Linked DNA regions of Sus scrofa: all the other regions are linked to region 3. Evidence: chromatin contacts called from public HiChIP or PLAC-seq and promoter capture Hi-C data. All regions are on one chromosome and are shown on one strand. The core of a region is the stretch at or near the end of the contact, and the rest is flanking DNA. Distances in the headings are between cores, read along the strand shown. Region 1 holds the start of DBF4 (DBF4 zinc finger). Region 2 holds the start of TRA2A (transformer 2 alpha homolog). Region 3 holds the start of NUPL2 (nucleoporin-like protein 2). Region 4 holds the start of IGF2BP3 (insulin-like growth factor 2 mRNA-binding protein 3).

Region 1 (6,280 bases), core at 2,806-5,305, 500 kb before region 3:
TCCTTGGTTTCCCAGCCTATCCTAACCTGAGGCATGGACTTCAAGGCCATAGCCACTATCCTTTCATAAGCTTAGCCTGGAAAACTAAAAACTAACCTCAGAAAAACCTTAGGCCCTCCAATTCACCAAGGTAGTGAGACTCTAAAACATGAAAATTAACTAATAAAAATAGCAAAAGAACACATTTCAGGAGATAATATATCAATAAATTACTGGGATATTACTGAAGGCCCCAAATAAGGAGATAAAAGGTTGAATCTAAGTCAGGCTTGCTATGAAAAAGAAAGAGGAGCAACCTCCAGCCAGCCAGGTAGAGAGGCTTAAGAAAAAGAAGAAAGGGAAGTGGTATTACAGAAGAATGATTAAATCCATTTGTCTACACTCTAGAATAAAAATGTATATTTGGGAGTTCCCGTTGTGGTGCAGCAGAAACAAATCTGACTAGGAACCATGAGGTTGCAGATTCCATCCCTGGCCTCACTCAGTGGGTTAAGGATCCGGCATTGCCATGAGCTGTGGTGTAGGTCCCAGATGCAGCTCGGATCTGGCATTGCTGTGGCTATGGTGGAGGCCGGCAGCTGTAGCTCCTATTAGACCCCTAGCTTGGGAACCTCCACATACCACAGGTGCAGCCCTAAAAAGCAAAAATAATAAGATAAAAATAAATTAAAAATGTATATTTGTATATATATGAGGTAGTCTGAAAAAACAAATTAGAGCCTCATTTGATAATCACAAAAAGGTGTGGGGTAGACAGGGCACATATTACTTCCATTTATAGATGAGGAAATTGTAGTAGAGCAGGTTAGTATTTTCCCAAGGTCATAAAATTACCTAGGATTAGAGCCAGTACTGAATGAAATTCATTTTCTCTTGATTCAGAGCCAAATGTTTTATTTAATTAGACCATGATTCTCTTCAATGGTCTGCAACTTTGCTTGAGAGAACTTTACCCAACTTTTCACAAGTAACACTGCCCCATTTCTTTTTGAATGTATACCTTTCATGTGAAGCTTATCAAGATGTACTAACATAAACCTCATTACCAACAGTCCTGATTATTTACATGATAGTAAGGAGTCCACTAAGGAGACTTATGTTAACAGGCCACAGATATATGACCATGTCCCTCTTCTGGTGGCTACTAAAAGATCTGAGTTTCATTCCCGGCTTTTTTTGGGGGCGGGGGGCACCTGCAGCATGCATAAGTTCCAGGGCCAGGTAGGGATCAAACCAGCACCACAGCAGTGACAACACCAGATCCTTAACTAGCTGAGCCACCAGGAAATTCGTTGAGTTTCAATACCGTTTCTTTTTTTTTAGGGCCACACCTGCAGCATTCAGAACTTCCCAGGCTAGGGGCTGAACCAGAGCTGCAGCTGCCAGCCTACACCACAGCCACGCCAGATCTGAGCCACATCCTGGACTTACACGGCAGTCTGCAGCAACGCTGGATCCTTAACCCTCTGAGCTAGGCCAGGGATGGAACTTGCATCCTCATGGGTACTAAACAGGTTCTTAACCCACTGAGCCACAAAGACAACTCCCAAAAATAATTTTTTTAAATGTCCTTAGGTTACAGATCAGACATTTTTTAACACTGTCCAGTAAAAACAGACTTTCTGCTTATTCACAGCTTGACATTATCACTTACAGTGCAGTCAAGGGTGTGTCTAAAAGCCTAGGATGACAATATGTTACTGTTCTTCCTCAATACAGTAAATAAGAAAGGTACCTCATCTTTCCCTGGAACATAAAATAGACTCCCTGTTTTTCTTTTCTTCAACAGAAACATGTATAAATCTTTCCCATATCCCCCAAACCTCCCCAAGACCCTATTGTCCCTTCCTATAAATTCCCTACAGGGACAAATTTTTTAGTAATATATTCAACCTGTCTCCACTTCAAGCCCATCATTTTTATATAGTACTTACCTTAGCCATCTACTGAAACTGTCACTAAGTAACCAAAAAACATCTTCATCACCAGAATCCAAGCCCTATTTTTCCAGTCTTAGCCTTTTGGAACTCTGAAGACGGAGAGGCTGATAACAGGAGTTCAACAAAACGACAGCACTTGCCAGCTCTCACTCTATCAGGCACTGCACTAATAATTAGCTCTCAAAAGAGTTTCAATTAATTCTCAGAACACCTGGAAGTGTTTATTACCCTCTTTTCACAAATTAAAATCTAGATCAAAATTACCCAAAGCCATATAGTTAGTAAAGCCTGTCAATCCCAATGTTTTTAACTATGTGACATTTGAAGACTGGTTCCCAGTTCTAACTCTGTGGCCTTTTCTCCATCTCTTTCTCTATTTCCTCATCCTCTGCTCATCACTACTTCTCCTATTTCACATGCTCTCCAGGGCAATTTCATTTTCTCCCATGACTTTAACTGCATTCTATATTAGGTGTTTCTCAATCTTTTAAAACTTCTTGTGAACATATAAATCTTGTGCTCTTTTTGTAGCCTACATTTTGAAAACAGATTTTATTTCCCAAAAAGAAATTCTAATGGAAATATGTTTGTTCAAACTATACCTCCTCCAAGATCTGATAACCTTTTACATATCACCCTATGACTGAGAATCAGTGATTGGTCTGTACCATGTCTCTCAAATCAATCTATATTCCCTTTCTGTGCCACCACCATCACTCCCTCCAGAACATCTCCCCTGAATTATAGACAAATATTACCAAGCGTCTAATAAAGACAGTTCCACACCTGTCTCCTCAAGCCCCTCAAACTAAAACCATCACTGCAAAACTCTAATTTCCCTTAGCAAACCTGGACCACCTCTCTGTGCTCTCCATTTTGACTAACGGTATTACAATTTACCCTTATCTTTGCTTTAAACTACCTATTTGTGAAACGGTGATATCGGCACTAACTTCCCCGAGCTACTGAGTTAAAAATCAATCATTAAACAATAAGTGACCACCGAGGCCAGGAGGTAAGAAAAGCAAAACAGCACAAGATTTAACCCTTTTTACTCTTTAAGAAGTTTAAGAGCAGAAACACCAAAATTCATTTTGTATGTGTAAGCGCTCTCCCACTTAGAAAATTAATTTACTTCTCAAAACATTCAAATTTATTCTTTACTACAAGTCCCGGATGAAAAAACTGAGTCTCAAAGGGATTAGGTAATTAAACCCAAGTTTTACAGGCTAATCGGTGGTTGGTCCAGACCCCAAATCGTAGACTTGAGATTTCGAATTCCCCTTTCGTTCTGTTATTGCTGAAATAAACTTCTACCCAATAAGACGAAAACAACAGAGTGCACAGCAGAGGTTAACTGAGCGGTGCACACAAGCATCAAAAGGCACAAAGCGCCCCGGACGCGCTCCAGGCCGGGGCCTTCAGGCCCAACCCTCGCTCCGACGCCCCCCCCAAACCCGCCGCCGCTCTCTGCCGGGAGAGTCCCTTTGCGGCCTGCCTCCAGCCAGCGGGGCGACCGCGGGAAAACTACGCTCTGCGACTCTGGGCGAGCCGAACAGAGTCTGTCGCTGCCAACCTGCCCGGCCTAAAGGTGAGTCCTGGCTCGGCCGCAGCCGCCGCGCTTCCAGCCCTCCGGACAGGTCGAGGAAAACTAGCGTACCTGAGGGAGGAGGCGGCTGCAGTGCAGGCGGTCCCAGCAACCTCAAAAGGCGGGAATGACGCTGAGGGCAGGGTGGGCCGGCCTTTGGTGCTAACTGCATTCACTACGTTTGGTCAACTCCGAGCCACAGGGACTGTACAAAAAAGCATAGGGACAAGAAGCAGCAGGAACCAACCGCGAAGATGAGGCTGAGAAAGCATCGCAGTGGGGGAGGGGAGCGGGTGGAGACGCGGCCCGTGGGGGCGGGGCGCACGGCGGGAGGAGGCGGGGCGTGAGGGGTGGGGCGCGCAGCGCGAAGAGGCGGGCACGCAGGGGTCCAGCGCGACGCGAGGGGGCGGGCACGTGGGGGCGAGCGCGAGGCGGGGCGAGGCGTGCCGCGTGAGAGGGGGCGGGGCGCGCGTATCGGCGCCGCGTCGCGTGACGCGTTTTCAAATCTTCAACCGCCGCAGCCCACTCGTTGTGCTTCACCTTTTCCTGCTCCGCGCCCTGGGGTTAAGTTCGGCCCCGGAAACCCGGCGGATAGACGCGGCCTCTCTCCTTCGTGGGTGTGGTGGCCCGCGGAAGAGGAGAAGCGAGCGGCCGGTCAACGGGCCTCGAGGAGCTGTGTTTCCGCGGCCACCCGGCGCGACACCCTCCCCGGACCCAGCATGTAGGTACCGGCGAGTTGCCATGAACTCCGGAGCCATGAGGATCCACAGCAGAGGACATTTCCAGGGTATGAAGCCCCTCCTCCGCCCGCAGTCCCTTTAATCCTTTCCTCCCCTCCTGGTTCCATTATTAATTCTTGAGATTTCTCGCGCTGAGTCTGCTGCTTTCCTATTCTGACATGTTCCTTCTGCTCTGAGGCCTGAAGGAAGGCTCGGTTTAAGGTTTTGCCTCAGAAAGTGAGTGGATCCCGGCCCTGCTCTCGCGCCCTCAGCGTTCCAGCTTCAACCGCAGATTCCCAGTGGTGCCTTCGGTTGTGAAATCTGAAGACAATGTGCGAACCCGGGAACTCTCCGGGGCTCCCACAGACGCTGCGACCGTTTGAGGCTGTAGCTAGAGTCTCTTTAAAAGCAGATGTGCTGAGGGCTTTTCGCTTCAGGATTAAATTGGGTGATTGTGGGTGTAGATTTTTGGTTTTACTCATAAAGTGGAGGGAAAGTATTTGTATTTCAAACACACCATTGTTGTTTTCAAAATAGAAACAAAGGTAAATTTTCATTTTTCGATCACTTTTATTTGGTAAAGGATTCCAGCCTTTAAGTTTTCCTTTTAGATGTATAGTGTATATGTATATTTACTGTGGTCTTCTACTTATGAGCAGATTGAGTCCTTAATTTTTTAAACAGTTGTTTGGATCTCAAATTTGTTTTCAAAAGAATGAAATGAATGGTGATTTAGTTCTTCAAATGGACCATTTAGTTCTTAATATGTACAGTAACTCTGACTGAAACTAAACCTTGAGCAGATAGAAACTAGAGGATTGGGTCATTCTGGGTAACAGGTTTCTTGCATTATTTGATGTTCAACATGTTAAGTACCAGTTTTGAGTGTTCAACAGAATGGCAGAAGCTCCTTGAGTATTTGGTAAGTACTCCACGGAGTTTACATCCTAAGATGTAATTGGTTTCATATAGTTCCCTGCCTTAACGCATAAAACATGAATAAACACGTATTTCCTGCAAATCTAACTACTGACTGTAAGCAGTAATTATTTTGTGACATAGTGTTTGTTAAAATATATAGGGTATTTTGCCTTTATTCTGTGTGGTACTACAAAATGTTAATGACTGCTAAATTAGTGAAATTATAAAGATTTTTCCCTCTATATAGTATGATTATTATATAAACGAATATTTTCAAAACAGTAGAAATTTCATCTACATAAAACATCATCTGATTCTAAATTTTTTAAACAACAGGTGGAATCCAGGTTAAAAATGAGAAAAACCGACCATCTTTGAAATCTCTGAAAACTGATAACAAACCAGAAAAATCCAAATATAAGCCACTCTGGGGAAAAGTGTTTTATATTGACTTACCTTCTGGTGCCCTGTCTGAAAAACTGCAAAAGGACATTAAGGATCTAGGAGGGGTAAGTCAAAACCATACACTTTTGACGAAAAAAGAAAACTTTGTAACTAGTACTTTCTAATATGTAATCATTTAAATTTTTCTTTTTGGAAAACTTACAACCACATAAACACTAAGCTTAAAATTTCTATCAGCTGTTGATCATAAATGATAAAATTTTCAGGTTTCTGTGATTATTAGTCTGGTGTAAAGTTCACAAAGAGTGAGATTGTCTTCTGGTTGTCTTGTTGGGATATCCTCCAGATGGAAGGAGCTTCTTGATTATGATTGGGAAGCTACATAAAAGAATGTTATTTACAGAACATGGAAAACTGTTCAAACCACAAAGACTTAAAATTCCTCTTGAATGATAAAGTCTCAGTAGAATGAATGTCATTAAGAAAACAATTTTGGATTATAAGTTATTATAAATTATAAATATGGAAAACCTGCTTCTTTCTTACCTTATACATGGAGTAAATGGTTAGCAAATTAGAAAATTTGGGTTAAATTCTAAGATTTTCTTAGAATTAAAGTTAATATGGGGTAAATTTTAGTGAGGTTAAGATTATATTTCCTACTTCAGAGGTTTCTGCTGTGCTTTGAATTTGTGCTAGTTAACATC
Region 2 (6,478 bases), core at 1,704-4,203, 340 kb before region 3:
TTGGCCACAGTGTGCAGAGACTTGATATGCGATCTCAGTTCCCAGACCAGGGACTGAACTCAGTCCGCATTGGCAAAACCACTGAGACCTAACCACTCACAAGACGACCAGGGCTCTCCCTGAAGAGAACTCTGTGTGCTACTTTTACAACTTTTTTTTTTATGAGATCGAAATTATTTCAAAATGAGTAGATAAAAACAGAACTTGTCCATTCAAATAATAATCCTTTAAAATACTGTCTCTGAGATTATATTTATTTTAAAACTGTAAAAAAGTTTACTTTTCTTCTTCTGAAAGTGCTTTCCATATGAGTTTAATATAACACAAGAAAAGTAGTTTCTTGCAATATATTTTTTTAAAAGCTATCATGGAAAATTTCAAACACACAAAAGAGTTAAGAGGATAACCCTTTTGCTTCCATTATGGATAGTTATGTACTGATTACCCAATTTTAACACTTATATCTTCCCCATATTCACAATATTTATTTGAGTTTTCTTTTGGAATAATTTAAATTCTAGATATGTCATTTCATGGTAAAGATTTTTCTCTTTAATTATAGCCAGCACATTATCACACGAAATAATATTAATTCCTGAATATCATCAAATTCCCAGACTTAATGCAAATTTTGCTGTCTTAAAACAGTTGGTTTGAATCAAGACTATGAGGTACATATTATGTTTCTTACGACTCTTTAGTCTTTGATAGCCCACTTTCCCCTTACATTCTTGTTGTTAAATTTATTTAATTTGTTGGGGGAAATTAGGTTACTTGTCCTATGAAAACTGATTCATTATTGGTGTTTTGGTGGGGTTTTTTAAAAAACTTTTTTTTTTTTTTTTTTTTTTTTTAGGGCTTCACCCCTGGCATATGGAAATGCCCAGGCTAGAACAGCAGCCGCCAGCCTACACCACAGCCACCACAATGTGGATCCGTCTGCCACCCACACCAGAGCACACAGCAATTCGGAATCCTTAACCTGTTGAGCAAGGTCAGAGAGCAAACTCAAGTCCTTCTGGATACTAGTTGGTTTTGTTACTCTTGAGCTCCAACGGAAACTCCTAAACTTATTTTTCTATTCCCTACATTTCCTGTAAACTGTTGTTTGATCTAATGCTTAATTAGATCTGAGTATAGATCTGATATTCTAATGCTTAATTATATCTGAGTGATATTCAGTTTGGAGGAATTACGAATACTTACAGAAGGTGCTGTGTAGTTCTGATTATATCACATCAAGTATATCATGTATGATTATCTCATTTAATGGTGCTAAGATTTATTGGGAGGTTCAAATAGTATCTACCTGATTCCCTCATTATAAATTTCATCATCTTTTTAAAAGGTGGATGTTATAAATGTTTAGCTCTATTAATAGCAGACACAGTCAAATCTAGAAATCTTGCCCAATGGCAGTGATCTTCATGAAAATGTTCAATTACCTTTCCTAACATAGAACTGTGGTTGAAGGTTCACATCAACTTTTTCATCCCAAAGTGTTATGACGGTAGTTTCCTTGAGGCCTAGAGGATTAATGATCACTGGCTGTCACTGCAATGGCTCAGCTCACTGCTGTCGGAGGTTCCATTCCTGACCCAGGAATTTTCAAATGCATGGGTGAACAAAACAAAATACTATGGGAAAAAGGGAGTACTTAATGTGGCTCAGTGGATTAAGGATCCCACATTGTCTCTGTGCAGATGTGAGTTTGGTCCCTGGCTTCACTCGGTGGGTTAAGGATTCTGTCTAGGTAGCAGCTGCTGATGTTGCTGTTGCTGTGGAGTAACCTCAGCAGCAGCTCCAATTCCACCCCTGGCCTGGGAACTTCCATATACCACATGTTAAAAAATATATAAAAATATATATGGGAAAAAGATTTTTAAGAGGAAACATTTTAAAATTGCAAGATATGAATAAAGCTCAAAGTCACTTCAGAAATTACCATGATTGGGAACCAAGTGGTTAGATCTGACAGAGGTCTTAGCTATGCCGATATAAGGAAATATATAAGTCAAAAAATAGTAGTAGATAACTAAGCAATATTTAAAAAAATAAAATTGACAGTTTTCTCAGGAAGGCAGGGAGCAGAGAGGTAAAGAACTGTGACTTTTCATTATAATCCAATTTATGCATGTATCACTGTAATGGAATTATATAGGGCAAATGGTGAAGAAAAGAGTGTTGAAAAGATCCCAAATAAAAGCCTACTCATTATGCAGACGATTTCTTTTTTTTTTTTTTTTTGGTCTTCTTATCTTTCTAGGGCCAGACCCTCGGCATACGGAGGTTCCCAGGCTAGGGATCTAATCCGAGCTGTAACCCTCAGGCCTACGCCACAGCCACGGCCAAATCCGAGCGGCATCTGCGACAAACACCACGGCTCACCGCAACTCCGGATCCTTGACCCGCTAAGCAAGTCCACGGATCAAACCCGCAACCTCATGCTTCCTAGTCGGATTCGTTTCCACTGCGCTATGATGGGAACTCCCCTATTTTCTGATCCATCAGAATTCTCTTGGAAAATATATAAATGCGACAAGGTCAAAAAAAGTTCATCTGGTGACTTCAAAATCTTCAAAAGTACTGATGCGTTAGAAAGGAGTCTGAAGTTTAGATGTCTGGGGGGGTCCTCTGGTCCAACGCGCTAAGGGTCGGGGCTCCAGGGGCGGTATTGCTAGGCGGGTCCTCCGTAAAGCCTCTCTGGGGGCGGGGCCTCTTGACGTCACAGAGAAGCCCCGCCCCCTCACGTCGCGCACCGGGGAAGCCAGAAGGTTTCTGGCGGCGCGGGCGCCATTTTGCCGGAGCCTGCGACCGAGTGGGAGTGGAGTCGAGCGACGGCTGTTGCCGACTCTTTCCTCCTCCCCACAGTCGAGTCAGCGGGTTGATTAGTCCATCGGCCCTCAAGCCGAGACTTGTCTCTTACTTAGTTCTGGGGAGCGCCTGGCCGACATGAGTGATGTAGAGGAGAACAACTTCGAGGGCAGAGTGAGTACAAAGCCGCGGGAGCCGTCTTCGGCGGCGGCCCGATGCTCGGGGTTTCACGGGGACAAGCGCGGTCGGGCGTGGTTGCGGGGAGCCTTGTGGGGGCCCGCGGGGAGCAGCCTCTGGAGCCATCGCGGTCGCTTCCTCACATCCCAAGATGGCTTCTGGGTTCCACTCTTGCCCCAAACACCACGGCTAACCCCCTTACCCCGCTTTTTGGAGACTGACTGATAACCTGGACTCCTGTGTCCGATTTCCCCCCGCGGTGCGTTCTCCCATTTCCCCACCCCGAGGCTTCCTTATCTCTGTTCCGAGATGTGGGTCCCCGTCGCGGTGGGGCGGGAGGAGACGGCAGGGAGTTCCCCTCCGACCGGATAGTGGTAGGTGCTTCCTGCGGTGGCATTGCTGGCGACCCCGAGCATCGTAGAGGGTCTCGGGATCGAAAGTGCGCGGGGCTGCTGTCCGGGCGGGGAGAAGCTGGCGTGGGACTAGCTGGGGCCTGTGTCTCCTTGGCTCTCTATTGCAGTGAGCGGCCGCGTCTCTGTTGGAACCGGCGGCGTTGCGTCTATAAAGGCGAAAGCCTTGAGGTTGAAGGTGGGACGAGCCTAATGAAGTGGTTAGTCAACGACCGCACCGACCCTTAAGCGTTCTTAAGACGAGAGCTGTGAGGGGAAAACTACGCAAGGAGCCCTTTTTCCCTTAATGTCCCTTCTGCTTTCCTTTCACTGCACAATGAATGTGAAAATGCTATAATGCCTTTTCTGATTCCTTGATGTTGGGTTTTTTCTTCTTTCTCTATATCTCAACTTCAAATGCTTTTTCTTCCTATGACCTTTCGTCTAAACACTGACCACTACTTGACAGGTTTTGACGGTAAAAAGCAAAAGAGGGAATCTTTTGTCTTAATCTTACATAACCGAACAAATTTCATGGCTCAGTATTTTTGCAATAGTGTATGCTATCCTCTCAGCTCAAAAGGATACCTTCAAAGTACAGACCCTCTCCCATTTCCCTTCTCAGCCCATCCTCCAGCAAAGAGGGATCAAAGTTTTTCATTATTTTGGGTCGGTAAATATAAACATCACAAAGATAGGTTATCTTCAGCTTAAATGTACTGAACATTTAGCGATGATTGGGTTAAATTTCCGAAGTAACTTTCTTAGTGAAAATTGATGGAAGTGAATTAGTGTAAGACTCGGAAAAGAAAGTCCTCAGGCAGCATTTTTCTGCTCTTGTGTTGGTATTCTGGTTACTAGGGGAAACGCAAAAAGAAAGAAAGAAAACAAAAAACACTTAAGGTGTGTGGATGGAATGAGTTTTGTCTTTTTTTAGAAACTCATAAGATAAGCATCTGGAACCAGACAGTTAAATCAGAGGGTCGATTTAGGCTTTTGTTCTTTTTGAGATTGGAAACCAAAAAAAGTTATCTTTAATGCCTTTAAGATTGGGTTTCTCTAGGTCATATTTCTGGGTCATAGATAGAAAGGAATAGTTGAGCTTACTGAATTTTTTAGAATGGGTGGTATTGATTATCCCAACAAAACTTTTTAAAAATCACGTAATGATATTTGGGGATAGTTGTGAGCTGCTTCTTGTTTTGAAAATGTTAGGTGGCTATGGAAGAAATTTTGCTGCCTCTTAAATTAACTTCACTATAATCTCGAGAAGTTGGTATTTGTTTTGGTTTGTGGAGAAGTGAAGAGGACTACTATCTGAGACCTTGTTTTCCTTTATTTTTTTAAAATTTTATTTAGTCATCAGGTTAAGGAAGGAGCAAGTTCTTGATGATTGTTACCTTACCCATCCAAGAAAGTAATACATGTAAGGTTCCCACCCAATTTTAACCTAAAATGCATGGCACTTAATTTCTTTTAATAGAGAAAAAGTTTTTGCCTTCTTTTTCCTCCCCTTTTACAACGTTTGTGGTTATAGAAAAAATTTTTCCCCACACGTGATACCCAGGTATGAAATGAACCAAATTGAGTAATGAATAGGTTCACCTGTTACTTATATTACTTTTTTGTAGGTTGAGGTAATTGTCTTTATTCATAATTGGTTGAAGAATTAGAAGAATGCTAGAAACTTTTCTGAGTGTGTACCTTTTTTTGATTCTCAAGGCAATTTCATATTCACCAATGCTTTTAGTTTTTAAATTACAGTGATCTTTTATCTGCTAACCACAAACCAGCAGTTTAGAAAGATTTTATAAAATATGTTTAACTGATTTACTGTGCTGTACACTTGAAATTCACACAACTTTCTAAATCAACTATAGTCCAATAAAATTTATTTAAATTTTTTTAAAAAGGTTTTATAGAATACATTTGTTGTATTTTTGTACCTAAATGTAATAACCGGAGTTCCTGTTGTGACTTAGCGGTAACCAATCTGACAAGTATCCATGAGGACCGGGATTTGATCCTTGGCCCTACTCAGTGGGTTAAAGATCCAGCGTTGCCACAAGCTGTGTGTAGGTCTCAGACACTGCTTGGGTCCCACGTTGCTGTGACTGTGGCATGGGCCAGCAGCTGCAATTCTGATTCAACCCCTAGCCTGGGAATTTCCATGTGCTGTGAGGGTGGCCCTAAACTAAATAAATAAATAGTAAATGTTATAACCTTTCAGAGAGGCTCAAAAAAGTGTTTTCAGATGATCTTTCCGAAGTGTTTTAAGTAGTTGTTGTATCTCAAACTTTTTGACTGAAATAGAGAATTGACTAAAATTGATGGGTCAGTATTCAGATTTCATTTGCTAAGTGTACAGAGTCAATATTAATAGTGCATATTAACTCTATCTTATTGAAAAGATTCTTAAAATTAGAGGATAACTTTCTAGAGACTGGAAACACATGGAAGAAATAGGACTGTTTACAAGTACCAGTCCGTTGCTCATTTCATACATACACTATGCTGTATATTTTTGGTTACTTTTTTGAAAAGAGTACACTGCACTTCAGTGTCTCAGAGCAGTTATGGAGTTTGCTAAAAACAGCTACAGGAGCTTGCTTTTCCATTATAGATTAATATCTCTTGCATTTTAAAGGACTAGAATAAAAGACCTTTAGGAAAGAAAATATAATTGACTAAATTTTGTCGTAAGTAACACTGACAGTTAACCAACAAAATTGCCTTCTACTCGAGGTAAAACTTTTGAGCATCTGCTGCCTTTTTAGTAAAAGCCAGGTGTTCTTAAGGGAAAGAGAACTTGGAGTCTGATTTGAGATGACTGACAGCTCATATCTGGGTAAAAGTAAGTATATGATGAAGTGGTATGTGATAAAATTAATAAAGAATTTGAAGCAGTTTTGTGTGCCTATGAGAAAGGGAAAGCTTTAGTATGGAAAAAGTACATTGGCTCTTATGATTAGGGAAATATGAACATTGTAAGGGTGGAACAGTGAGGTTGCTAGAGTAATGAGACATGATAGATTTGACTAGTCAGGTATTGAAGCATTTCGAATTTTAGTTTTAGGAATTTGGACTTAATCTAGTAT
Region 3 (6,289 bases), core at 3,455-5,954:
TTAGAAAATAATAGTTGTAAAACATTTTAAAAACACAAAATTTCACAGTTACCTGAAATATTCAGTTTCTTTTTCATTGGTGAATATACAGAAAACATCCACTGCCCTGATGATTCCCAAACCTCCATGTCTTTCACAATTTCTTCCCTGAAAAAAACAGAAAGAACAAAAGATCTTTTTCTTCTTGTTAAAATTTATCATTCATAATAAATCATTCAGTCTTTTTTAATGACTGAAATTTTAAGTTGTAGTATATATATCTAATTTTAGATTTTTTTCCATTATATTTTCTGAAGAGTGTTCTTTTCACTTATTTATTTCTGGCTGCACCCATAGCACGAAGAAGTTCTTAGGCCAGGAATCAAACAGAGCCAGAGCAGTAACAATGCCAAATCCTTAACTGCTAGGCCACCATGGAACTCCTGAAGAGTTTTCTTTAAAGCAGAAGCTTATGGGGAATTCCCTTCGTGGTTCAGCAGTTAACAAACCTGACTGGGATCCATGATGATGCAGGTTTGATACCTGGCCTCACTCAGTGGGTTAAGGATCTGGCATGAGCTATGGTATAGATTGCAGGCACGGCTTGAATGCCCAATGGCTGTGGCACTGGCTGGCAGCTGTAGCTCCAATTTGACCCTAGCCCAGGAACTTCCAAATGCTGCAGGTGTAGCCCTAAAAAAGAGAAAAAAAAAAAAAAAAAAGCAAGCAGAAGCTTATAGAAATATGAGCTACATTTCATGATCATAAATATTACATCAAAGAAGTTCAGAATTTTGGCTTTCTAGTACACTGAACCATTAACCAATATGTTTACTAAGTGAGTACTATCATAGCATACATATCATTAAGAACTAAAATATAATAAAATATACAATACTAACTTTAATCTTTGTTCATTATCATAAACATCAATGATCACTTAACTGGGAAAGAAAGAACCAGTAAGTAATAAAGAACCATAAAATATTTAAAGTGGGTAGGACTTCAGAGATCATTTCATCTAATTCTCACATTTTGTAAAAAGGGAATAGACTCATGTCCATACAGTTAATTTGTTGACAAAGTTATGGACAGAGTCAGCTCTAAATTAAACATTTTCCCCCATCCAGAATGGTGCAATTAATAAAATGATAAGAATAATAACTGATAATAACATAATAATGGAACTCCTGTTGTGGTGCAGTGGAAATGAAGCTGATTAGTAACCATGAGGTTGCTGGTTTGATCCCTGGCCTCGCTGAGTTAAGCATCCGGTGTTGCCATGATCTGTGGTGCAGTTCGCAGATATGACTCAGATACTGCACTGCCGTGGCTGTGGTGTAGGCTAGCAGCTGTACCTCCGATTTGACCCCTAGCCTGGGAACCTCCATATGTCACAGGTATGGCCCTAAAAAGCAAAAACTAAGTAATTTAAATAAATAAAATGATAATAAAATTTAAGATTTTTACAACAACATCAAATATGGGAAAGAGGGTTTCTTTTTTTTTACTTTATTTATTTCAATCAGTTGGATATCGTACATGGCTCAAAATGTTTACAACTAGTTCTAATTTAGTTATGGGATGTAAAAGGCTAATGAATATATTTAAGTTCTGTTCTAGGAGCTGGGAGCTGAAGAAAAAGTTACAGCCAGGCACAGTCTTGGCACCAGTCATAAAGTCTACTATAAATGTTCTCAATAAATGATAAGAAATACACTCCACAATAATGAAGGAAATCAAATTAAATCAGTTTCCATGGGGTAACTGAAGTAAAAATTTTAGAAAAATACAAGATGCTATTAGTGACCTCCCAGATCACAAACTGCTTTAAATCACTTCAAACTTTGTAAGGAACCAATAACTTACACCATACTTAAGCAGGACTACTTTAGAAAGATATTCACAATACAATGTTATCAATAGAAAAGTGGAGAGTTCTGGTCGTGGATCAGCAGTTAGTGAACTGACGAGCATCCATGAGGACATGGGTTCATCTGTGGCCTTCCTCAGTGGTCAAGGATGTGGTGTTGCCGTGAGCTGCGCTATAGGTGGTAGATGCGGCTTGGATCCCACATTGCTGTGGCTGTGGTGTAGGCCAGTGGCTATGGCTCTGATTTGACCCTAGTCTGGGAACTTCCATATGCCTAAAAACTAAAAAAAAAAAAAAAAAAAAAAAAAAAAAAAAAAAAAAAAAAAAAAAAAAAAAAGAAGAAGAAGAAAAGTGGAAAAAGCATAATTAGCCTCAAGAAGACATTTTTCTGATACAGAAGAATGACATTTTTAAGTGAAATAAAGTCTAGCCTCATACATGCAAGAGAGTGGTTATCCCTGATCAAGGACGCTTCTTCTTCCTTTCGCTTATTCTGATTTGTTAGTAATTTATTTATTTTTATTTTATTTTTTGGGTGGAGAAAAAAATAGCTTTATTGCTTCGCCAGGCAAAGGAGGGTCACAGCAGGCTAATGCCTTAAAGATTGTGCCCCCATACTAATTTAATAAAGTAATAAAATTACTTCTTTTAAAATATCGTAGGTACTTTTGAAAAAAATAAGCAAGTGGTAGGAGTTCCCATAATAGCACAGCAGAAACGAATCTGACTAGGAACCAAGAGGTTGCAGGTTTGATCCCTGACCTTGCTCAGTGGGTTAAGGATCTGGGATTGCTGTGAACTGTGGTGTAGGTCACAGATGCAACTTGGATCTGATGTTGCTGTTGCTGTTGCTGTGGCTGTGGCGTAAGATGGCAGTGTAGCTCTGACTGGACCCCTGCCCTGGCCTAGGAACCTCCCCATATGTCGACGGTGTAGCCCTAAAAAAAAAGCAAGTGGTCAATAATTTTTCTAGAGGCTTTCACTTACAGAAGTTTCTTTTCATCTTTTTGCCCATCACCATCAGAGCTAGATGAAGCAAATGGGTTCTGAGACAATCCAAAACCCCTATTCCTGCTAGTTGATGCTCCAGAATCAAAAGAACCAAAAGATGGCTTTTCTTGATCTCTGCTGCCCCCCCATGGTGTGGATTTGGAGAAACTGGATGGCTGGATAACATTGGAGTATCTCTGGTTAGTGGTATTCCATCCACGTCTGTTACTACCTGAAATAAACAACAAAATCAAAAATTTTACTAGCAACTCCTCTTTTAAATCTCAAAACTCTATTATATTTTGTCTTATTATGTGCAGACATTATGCAAAGATTTAACAGGCACTACATTTCCACTTTAAATTATAAAAAGTTTCCTATGGTGCAGCAGGTTCAATTCCTAGCACAAGAACTTCCACATGCTGAGGCATGGTCAAGAACAAACAAACTTAGCTGAATTTAGAAATACATCATTATTTTTCTATGGATTTAGTCTTCTCAATATTGTTGACTGGACCATTACGTAATTTGTTGATATTACACTTAATTATATAAATTGAAAATGAACAGCTTTGTGGTTTTGTTTGTTTGTTTATTTTGTTTATTTATTTATTTTTTTTGACTGCAGAGCGAGGCATGTGGGAGTTCCAGGGCCAGGGATTGACCCTGCACCACACTAGTAACAATATCGTATCTCTGACCCGCTGCACCACAAGGGCACTCCTGACATAAACAAACAATTTTTTTTTCCTTTTAGTTTTTTTTTTTTTCTTTCTTTTCCCCCACAGTCTCACCTTTGGCATATAGAAGTTCCCAGGCTAGGGGCTGAATCAGACCTGCAGCTGCGGGCCTACTCCACAAAGACAGCAACGCCAGATCCCAGCCACATCCCGCCACCTATGGCGCAACCTGCATCAATGAGGGATCCCTAACCCACTGATCCGGGTCAAAAATCCAACCCGCATCCTCACCGATACTAGTCAGATTCTTAACCCGCTGAGCCACAGCAGGAACTCCTAGCCCGGAGTTCTTAATTGGGCATCCCATTCTCCCAATTTTACCCCCAATTTTATCATCATTTGCATTTATCTGAGGCTTATGGCTCTGTAGTTTTTATTAGATTTTTCAAAGGAGTTTACGACTTTCCCCAAATTGAGAGTCCTGACTATGACCCCAGTTGCTAGCCCCTCCCTATTAAAAAAAAAAAAAAAGTTTAGAGAAAGTTATGCTCAAGGCGTCAACGGGAAAAAAAACAAGTACCCAGGAGTACAGTAAAGCAAGGAAGAGTCTGCCTCGAACTACGCCAATTCTCCGAACCACTGCCACCAAAAGACAAGGTAGTTTTGACACGTAATTCCGACTTAAAAAATTCATTGTTTTGCATTAGTACCCACGACGAAGCAAGCACCTGCCTTCACCTGCCCAACAAGTCTACCGAGATACTAATAAATGGCTAAAAATGTCGGTGGGCGGGGCGGGCGAGGGGACGACGCAGGCACGTCCGCGTCACCCTACTGGTACGCCGTGGCGCTGTGCCCGGCGGAGGGCCCCACGGCGGCCGCTCGCACCTCTCTAGCCGGACTCACGCCAAGCTCTGCCCAGATCAACTAGCGGCGAAGGCTTGATGAGAACGTCACCTGGGGGCTGCTGCTGCTGCTGCCGTCCTCCGCCCGCACCCCCGGCGCGGGGGTGTTCGTTCCAGCACCGGTCTCCAAAGCGGCACCGGCCTTGAAGGAAAAACTGACAAATGGTCATGGCAAGGGCGTCTCAGACGGAGAGGCCTTCCTTCCTTACCCTCTGCCAGCAGAGAACCTAAAGCTACGGGAGGACCCGGAACCGCTACTGTGACGTAATTTTTTCGCGCCTGGGAAAGGCCCTGGCTCGCTTGTGCGGTGAGAGGAGCGGATTATACCCAATAGGGTTTGAGAAGAGAAGGTCCGCCCCTATGCAACAAGGATGGCCTGGGAGGGCGGGATGTTTGAATCAGCTGTGGAGGAAAAGCGGGTAAGAGACCCTGGCAAAGGACCTCGGCCTTCAAGGGAAGCTTGAGGTCCAAAATGAGAGGAAAGCTAGTCAGGCAAACCCAGAACTCCAGCACGGCCCTGAGAGAAGGATTAGCTGTGGCTGTGGTTTGAGAGACCTAGTCGTAATTTTCATTTGTAACCGGTGAGAGCAAAGATCTGCCCAGTCATTCATCAGGATGGACAACAGTGTTAGATAAAGCCAGTTGTGAGGGTTAACAGGAAATAGTTTTGGGTTTTTTAGAGCCAGTTCCCAGGCCAGGGCTTGAACCTGGACCACATGGGTGAAAATGGTGAAAGCGCTGAGCCCTAACCACACTAGACCACCAGGGAATTCCCAGGGAAGATTTTAAGGACAAACTGTAAATAAAAAGTATCATAATAACCCCCATCTTCAGATAAGTACTACATTCTTATCTTACTACATACAGAGAAACCTTGTTCTTTAAAGTCCACATATAAATAAAAAAATCCACATAATTCTACTCCTGGGCATATATCTGGAGAAAACCATAATTCAAAAACATACATGCACCCCAGTGTCCATCACAGCACTATTTACAATAGCGAAGACGTGGAAGCAACCCAAGTGTCCATGGACAGATGATTGGGTATAGATGTGGCGTATTTACACAATGGGATGCTACTCAGCCATAAAAAAGAATGAAATAATGCCGTTTGCAGCATCATGGATGGAGCTAAAATTCACAGGAAAGTGCATCAAAGGCAAATATAATGATATTTTATTATTATTATTATTATTATTATTATTTTTTTTTAGGGCCACAACCTCAGCATATGGAACTTCCCAGGGGTTGAATTGGAGCTATAGCCACTGGCCTGTGCCACAGCCACAGCAACGCAGGATCCAAGCCATGTCTGCGACCCACACCATGGCTTACACCAATGCTGGATCCTTAGCCCACTGAGTGGGGTCAGGGATCGAACTCAGGTTCTCATGTATATTAGTTGGTTTGTTACCACTGAGCCACAACAGGCACTCCCAATATGATATCACTTACATGTGGAATCTAATAAGAATGATACAAAGGAAATTATATGAGTTCCCTTGTGGCACAGCAGGTTAAGGATCTGGTGTTGTCACTGCAGTAGTGTAGGTCTCTGCTATGGCTTGGGTTTGATCCCTGGCCTGGAAACTTCCACATGCTGTGGGTGTGGCCATTTAAAACAATTATTTATGAAACAGAAACAAACTCACAGATTTCAAAATCAGTCTTATAATTATCATAGGTGAAACCATTGAGGGGAGGGAGGAATTGGGAAGGTGTGAATAACATATTCACACTACTGAATAAAACATGATTAACAGGAACCTACTGTATAGTACAGGGAAATCTCAATAGTTTATAACAACCTATATGGGAAAAAGAATAGGTATAGGTATATGTATAACGGATTCACTTTG
Region 4 (6,102 bases), core at 3,138-5,637, 290 kb before region 3:
GTCTCGCCACAGTTGATTTTACTCGGAATTTTTCGTTTGCTTTTTTTGGAGGGATTGTTTGGTTTTGCTTAAAACAACCCTGTGGACCACAAAGGGGGTTAGGGAAGGAGGGTGCAGAATAAGTCGATTTCTCTAGAAGCCCCAGAAAAATCAGGCAGCTGGAAGCGTATTTTGTCGTTTTAACTAAAAAAGATGGGTAAATTCTAAGATGTTGGATACAAGCAGGGAAACGAGGTGACTCCAGCTGCTGAGTATGGCGCAAACCTACGACCTCCGGGAGCTGGACGGTGGGGGAAGGGAAAGGACTCTGTGGGCACCACGCGGTCAGCCCAAGGGGCGGGATCCACACGCACAACTATTTTCCACTCTTCCCTAGTTACCTCTCTTTCCTCCTTGGGAGTTGGAGCTGGGGGCACACAGTTAAAGGGCAGGAAAAATGAGAGCAAGAAGAGGAGAGCCCAATTTCACCCCCCACCCCCCCTCAACAAAAACAAAACCAATGTGAAGGAGCAAAGGGTTATTTTCGCGCCACAAAAGATGGAAATCCAAGTGCGGCTTCGGGGCCAATGAATGGAAACCAGCAAACGGCTCCGGCAGAGGCAGCCGACGGTGATAGGCTCCCTCGGCTCACCAATCGGATGAGAGAAGAGGACCCCCCTCCCCCCCTGCCCCAGCCAGGGGCGGTGTCTCTCTCCTCGCTGGTTGCTCAACTTGGACTCGGCGATTTGGCCCCTTGCAGCGCGAAACCCCGCCCCGGGGCCGCGTTTGCGCGCCCAGCGCACCCGTCTCACAGCCCCGCCCCGCCCTCCGCAGAGACAGAGGGTTCAGCAAGGGTTCCTTGCGGTCTTTCTCTGTGGATAGCGAGCATCCCCCAGCTCCGAGGAACCCTTTGCGCACTCGAAACCGGCCGGAAGTGCGGGAGGGTCGCGGTACCCGTTGCCTGGTCCGCCCGGGTGGGCAAGGGAAGGACGACCTCAGGTGGGGTCGTGCCGCAAGGGGGACGAAAGAGGCTCCCCCGCCCGGGCCCTCACGTCTAACCCGTCCACGAAGCTCCACGCGGAGAGACAGAATTCGAGGTGGATTTCAGAAGGCGCCCATCCCGGGGCAGGGCTAAGGCGGACCGGTGGTCCAGGGCCTCCGAAGCGAGTAGCGGCCGACGAGGGATCTTCCTCAGTGTGAGCGGCAAGGATCCCGCCCTCTTTTTCCCAGCTGAGCCAGGGAAAAAAGGAAAGATCTCCTAGGGCACCATTTTTGATTTTAAGCAAAAATAACTCAAGGCAGATTCCGAAGAGAGGGCAAAACCAGGTTACCACTTAACAACGCATCTGGTTTAACAGATCAGAATCCAGGAGAGCTATTCGAAGGAACATGAGTATGTTAAAAATTCCTCCTATAAGGCCCAGGCGACATGACGGGTATTGCGTGCCCACCGCCGCAGTAAGGACTTCTGCTCCGGACTGGTCTCAGAGGAAGGCGGGATTTAGGGGTAGAAACAAGAATGCCCCTTCTTCCCCCTCCTCTACTTGCTCAGCCGTCGCTCATAACCTGTGGCTACAGCAGCGGTAACCGACCTTCTAAGCATCGTTTCTCTCCTCTAATATTACACTGACCCGTAAGAAAAAAATTTTATTGCCTTCAGGTCAGCAGATCAGGAGGAGGTGCAGCTGTCCAAAGAGTAAACAGGCTGCAGTAGGAAAGATAGCCGCATCAGAGCACATTACAATGGGTGGGAGCCCCGTGGAGTTAACATTTAGGAGCTGCAGCTGCTTCAGCAAGAACTTCAAGTAGCCCAAACACACGGTTAATTTCTTGTGTGGGACTCATTAAGAGTGGAAGTTAGATTGACTTTATAGTCATTCTTGAAAACCCACCAAAGATATTTTTGCACTTGAAATGCTAGTAAAAAACAATTACCCATGCTGTTTTTACTCAGCCATTGACAATATCCTTATCCTTAAAATGCTTGGAAGATTCGAGGTGGAGTGGACTGTATTTACTTTCCTTTTTTTTAATGTCTAAGCTTATATAACTCTTGTGTTTTTAAGGTCCTAGACGGAACATCCAGTGTGTTATAATAATACACAGATTAAGTTCACAAGAGCCCCAGGAACATACTTCATCAAAACAGCACACACTTGTTTTAAATTCCAGCTGTTAGATTTGTTTGATAGTGAGAGACAGGCATGGACTAGTATTTATGGAAAATAAACATTTTATCCTGTGTTTTAGAAGTAGATATTTCCTTCGGTCTCAGTTTTAATAAGAGCAAAAAAGTCTACAATCCAGAAGATACCATTCATTGATTTTTGAAAGCAAGCTGAACATATATTGCTACTATGAAAAATAACTAAAATTTAAATGAACAGACTAGTTTATAAAATTTAGATGTTTAGAAAAGCAAGTATTACTAGATGAATGAAAAGCATACTTCTCCAAAAAGCTTTTCATCACATGCAACAGGTAAGTGAAAAATAAATTCATAATTTGATATTTACATTTTGAGTACCAGGGAAGTAATAAAAAGAATATTTTAAAATATTTTTTAGAACAAAGGTTCTCAAAAACATGAAAAATAAAAATAATTATGCTCTTCTTAAAAGTTAAACCTAACCATAAATTTAAATTTCACCACTAAAATGTTTTTTGAAGATAGAGCTCATAATACAGTTCTGAACATTTTACACAAGGACGTTTGTCCCCTCCATCTCATAAAGGAAGAATTGCACTAAATTAAATGTAAGTGAAAATATTGTGAAACTGGGTTTACGTTTAAAAAGTTGGATTTGCTTGGCAGGAAAGAAAAACCTGTTAGAAAGAACAGTTGCATTTAAAATGGATGATCTAACACCTTCCGGTTTCTTAACACAAAATTTTAAGTTCCTTTTAAAAGAAAATACGTAAATGCTCTTTTTCTCAAGCAATAATTCCCACATATTTCAAACATAATCTGCCACTCATCTTTAAATGGGAAAATACACACTTTTAAATGCCGTATAAGGGTTTGACCAAGATAAATGAACTATTATCAATTGTCATAATTACTGAAGATATTTCACTGTAAACAGTATTTTCTCCTACATAATGCATTTTTCTAATAGTAAGAGTACTAAGTCATTAGAGATTCTTGTTCATATTTCCATCTTATATGGAATTTCATTCACTTTTTAAAAATAAGCAGTCTGTTCTATGGAATACCTGTTAAAAATATACAAGTATCTGGTGTAAATGAAGCCTTAGAGTGGAGTACACAATCTTTAAACGACACTTGGAGATTTCCACAAGTACCCCAGCGCTCATTTCCGTATTCCTCATCTCCAGTCTTCATTTTGTTGGCCCAGAAGTCTCCACCGGGCCCAGACCCTCCCCCCATACACCCACCATTGTGCTCGTAACCTACAGGGGAAATTATGAATGGTTCTCAAGGCCAAATGCGGGCAGAAAATAGGCAGAAAGAGACTCGAAGAATTTTTCAAGTGCAAATACCACTTAGGGGAATCGCAGCGCGGTCTTCTCTGTTTTAAGAGTCCCAAGTTCTCCAACTAAAATTCTTTAAATAAAAGTACCAGCCCACCGCACTCCTCCTCCTCCTCTGGAAACTACAGGAAGAAATAGTTTCCGTTTAAATACCGCCTTTTCCCACTCACACTTCTCTGCTCCGGCCTCCGAGCCCGGGACACCCCCAACCCCAAACCAGAAGCCCCAGCCCCTGAGCTCCCCTCCCCCACCAGTGGCCAAGCCCACCCCCGGCCTCATTGATCCCGGAGCCTTTTCTGAATCGTGCAACCAATGGCAAACGCGAAGCCGAGAGCCACCGCGAGCTCAGGCGGAGGAGGTGTCGCCCAGACACCCGCCCAGGACGCCGCGGGCTCCCATCCCCCACTGCCCTGGCTCGGGGCCGCCCCACTTCCCCGGTGCCGGGCCCAGTAAACGGTGTATAGGGTGGGGCGTGTCGGTCCGCTTCTCCTCGCCCACCCACCCCACCCCCTCGCTGTGTTTCCGTCCCTGCCAGCCCTGGAAAGGTGCTCGCGGCTTCGCCGTGGTTACACTTCTGTCATCAAAGCCGCAAGGAGAGTTCGGAATGGTGACTCTTTGGCTTTGTTAATTACCTGTTTTAAAAAAATCGAATATTTAAAACTCCAGTAACTAGAGCTGAGGAATTGCCTAGTTAGCACCCCCACTCTCATTAAAAAAACAAAAAATAAATCAATATTCTTCCCCTCCCCCGCCTCAGGATCCGCCCCAGCCAGATAACCCTTTCTAAACTCTGCAGTAACCATCAGCTCCCCCTGCCGCGCTCCCCTTCGCGCGCGGGCTGCGGCTCCTTTAGCATTTCCCCCCCCACCTCTTCCTCCTCCCCCTTCTCAGGGTCCCTCGCCCAAGCTCATTTCCCCTCCCCCTCTTCCTCCTCCTGGTAGCTCTTTTTTTTTCCTCCGAAACCCACTCTAATTGAGGCGCTGGGATTCCTCACGTGAGACGTTGATTTGTAGTTTGAACACGTGGCTCATTCAAAAAGCCGGACACTCGGAGCGGATTTTTTCCGCCTCCTGCGTCTTCCTCCCTCCACCCCTTTCTCCCCTCCTCTCCTGCCAGTCACCCTTCAGGGTTTTTTATGGGGAGGCGGCGCCTGCCCTAACGTAGTGTGATATTTTCACTGTCCGCTGGCCGATGCCAGAGGGGCTGGGGAGGAAGAGACAAAAAGTATTTTCCCCCTCCCCTCTTCGTCTCCTTTTCCTCGCTAATCCCGCCTCCTCCTCCGAGTTAGGAAGACTCGTTGATGCGTTTGGGTTGTAGCAAGGCTTTTTCCTTCTTTTTTTTTTTTTTTTTTTTTTTAATACCTAGGAAAGGAAAAACAGGAACCCTCGGATCTGATTTTTCGCTCCTCGTTCTTGTTCTTGGTTCTTACTGTGTTCGTGTATTTTAACGGCGAGAAGAGGAGGGGAACAAAACCCCCAGGATCCATCCGTCTCTGTGGGTGGTTTTAATTTTTCGTTTCTCTCTTAATTTTTTTTAAACAACCACTCTTTCACAATGAACAAACTGTATATTGGAAACCTCAGCGAGAACGCCGTCCCCTCGGACCTGGAAAGTATCTTCAAGGACGCCAAGATCCCAGTGTCGGGACCGTTCCTGGTGAAGACTGGCTACGCGTTCGTGGACTGTCCGGACGAGAGCTGGGCCCTCAAGGCCATCGAGGCGTTTTCAGGTGGGCCCCGGCCGGGCCCTGCCAGGGCGCCTGCCTAGCCCCGCGCCGCCCGCCCGGGCCTGCCGGGGTCGGGGGCCGGGAGCCAGGCCGGTGGCTAACACCGGGTTGTCCACACTGGGCCCAGGCTTGGGTGGGTGCGGGTACGGAGAGGGGACGAGGCCCGGGAGCCCACACGCATGGGTCCGGGCGCTTCCCCCAGCCTCTGCGCCTTCCCGGCCCCCGGGCTCCCCTCCCCCGCCGGGATTTGCGGGCTGAGGGCGGACTCGCTGTCAAGAAAGCCCGGGCGCGGGCTCCGAGGGGAGCAGGGGACCGTGCGGCGCCGGGCTGGGAGGGGGGGCGGTGCACTCGCCCCGCACCCCGCCCGGGCCCAGGCGCTTGCTCCAGGCTCCGTAACGCCGGGCCTTGGGAGCCGAGCTCGAACGCCTGCTTCTCGTTCCTTGCTTCCTCTCTGCTCTCTTCTTTTATGGCGTTGGATTCATTGCCCCTCTCCCGCCCCAGATTCCGGCAGCTAGAGAACTCAGAGTGGCCTTGACCCCGCTGCTGAGCTTCCTTACGACCCTGCGGGAGGCGGGCGAGGGCGACCCGGGTTCTTTGCTGAACCTTCCCGCGTCCGACGAGCGAGAGGGGCAGGTGGGCACCGGTGGCCAAGGGTCGCCAGGGAGCGAGCCACACTGCGGCGCCTGGCTGCGGGGCCTCGAGCCACGGCCTCCGGGGGTGGCGGGGTGCCCTTGGCGAGCACTGGGGGCTTCGCGTGGCCGCGCGGCGCGCGAGGGTGGGACGCCCAGAGGCTAAGGCTGCGCTCAGTTCCTCTCCGAAACGCTAGTCGCTCGCGCGCCCAGTTCGTGCCGAGCCGCACCTCTGGACGTTCGCTCTTTCGGCGCCTGCCCTGCGGCCCTTGA

The links. Promoter capture Hi-C pulls out the DNA fragments that hold promoters and counts their contacts. HiChIP or PLAC-seq counts read pairs in DNA pulled down with a chosen protein or histone mark.
Region 1: a contact with region 3 is called in a promoter capture Hi-C map of liver, with 3 times the contacts expected there. The contact joins the promoter of DBF4 here to the promoter of NUPL2 in region 3. A contact is called at or near these places in 1 of 5 promoter capture datasets (liver), 1 of 47 Hi-C or Micro-C datasets (embryonic fibroblasts) and 1 of 2 datasets of contacts at active chromatin or transcription factors (skeletal muscle).
Region 2: a contact with region 3 is called in a promoter capture Hi-C map of fetal liver, with 5 times the contacts expected there. The contact joins the promoter of TRA2A here to the promoter of NUPL2 in region 3. A contact is called at or near these places in 1 of 5 promoter capture datasets (fetal liver) and 1 of 2 datasets of contacts at active chromatin or transcription factors (alveolar macrophages).
Region 4: an H3K27ac HiChIP or PLAC-seq map of alveolar macrophages shows a contact between it and region 3. The contact joins the promoter of IGF2BP3 here to the promoter of NUPL2 in region 3. A contact is called at or near these places in 2 of 47 Hi-C or Micro-C datasets (embryonic fibroblasts and heart right ventricle) and 2 of 2 datasets of contacts at active chromatin or transcription factors (alveolar macrophages and skeletal muscle).

Annotation. Positions count from the first base shown.
Region 1 is chr9:92,479,090-92,485,369 of Sscrofa11.1, reverse strand. It overlaps DBF4 (DBF4 zinc finger), which reads left to right and starts at 4,055. Exons shown (of 12, transcript NM_001137637.1): 1 at 4,055-4,315; 2 at 5,505-5,677. The coding sequence starts at 4,270. SLC25A40 (solute carrier family 25 member 40) reads right to left here and starts at 3,845. Exons shown (of 12, transcript XM_021102524.1): 1 at 3,601-3,845.
Region 2 is chr9:92,320,060-92,326,537 of Sscrofa11.1, reverse strand. It overlaps TRA2A (transformer 2 alpha homolog), which reads left to right and starts at 2,953. Exons shown (of 8, transcript NM_001077223.1): 1 at 2,953-2,988. The coding sequence starts at 2,953.
Region 3 is chr9:91,980,128-91,986,416 of Sscrofa11.1, reverse strand. NUPL2 (nucleoporin-like protein 2) reads right to left here and starts at 4,704. Exons shown (of 7, transcript XM_021063448.1): 1 at 4,480-4,704; 2 at 2,840-3,074; 3 at 53-147. The coding sequence starts at 4,597.
Region 4 is chr9:92,270,549-92,276,650 of Sscrofa11.1, reverse strand. It overlaps IGF2BP3 (insulin-like growth factor 2 mRNA-binding protein 3), which reads left to right and starts at 4,387. Exons shown (of 14, transcript XR_002335867.1): 1 at 4,387-5,203.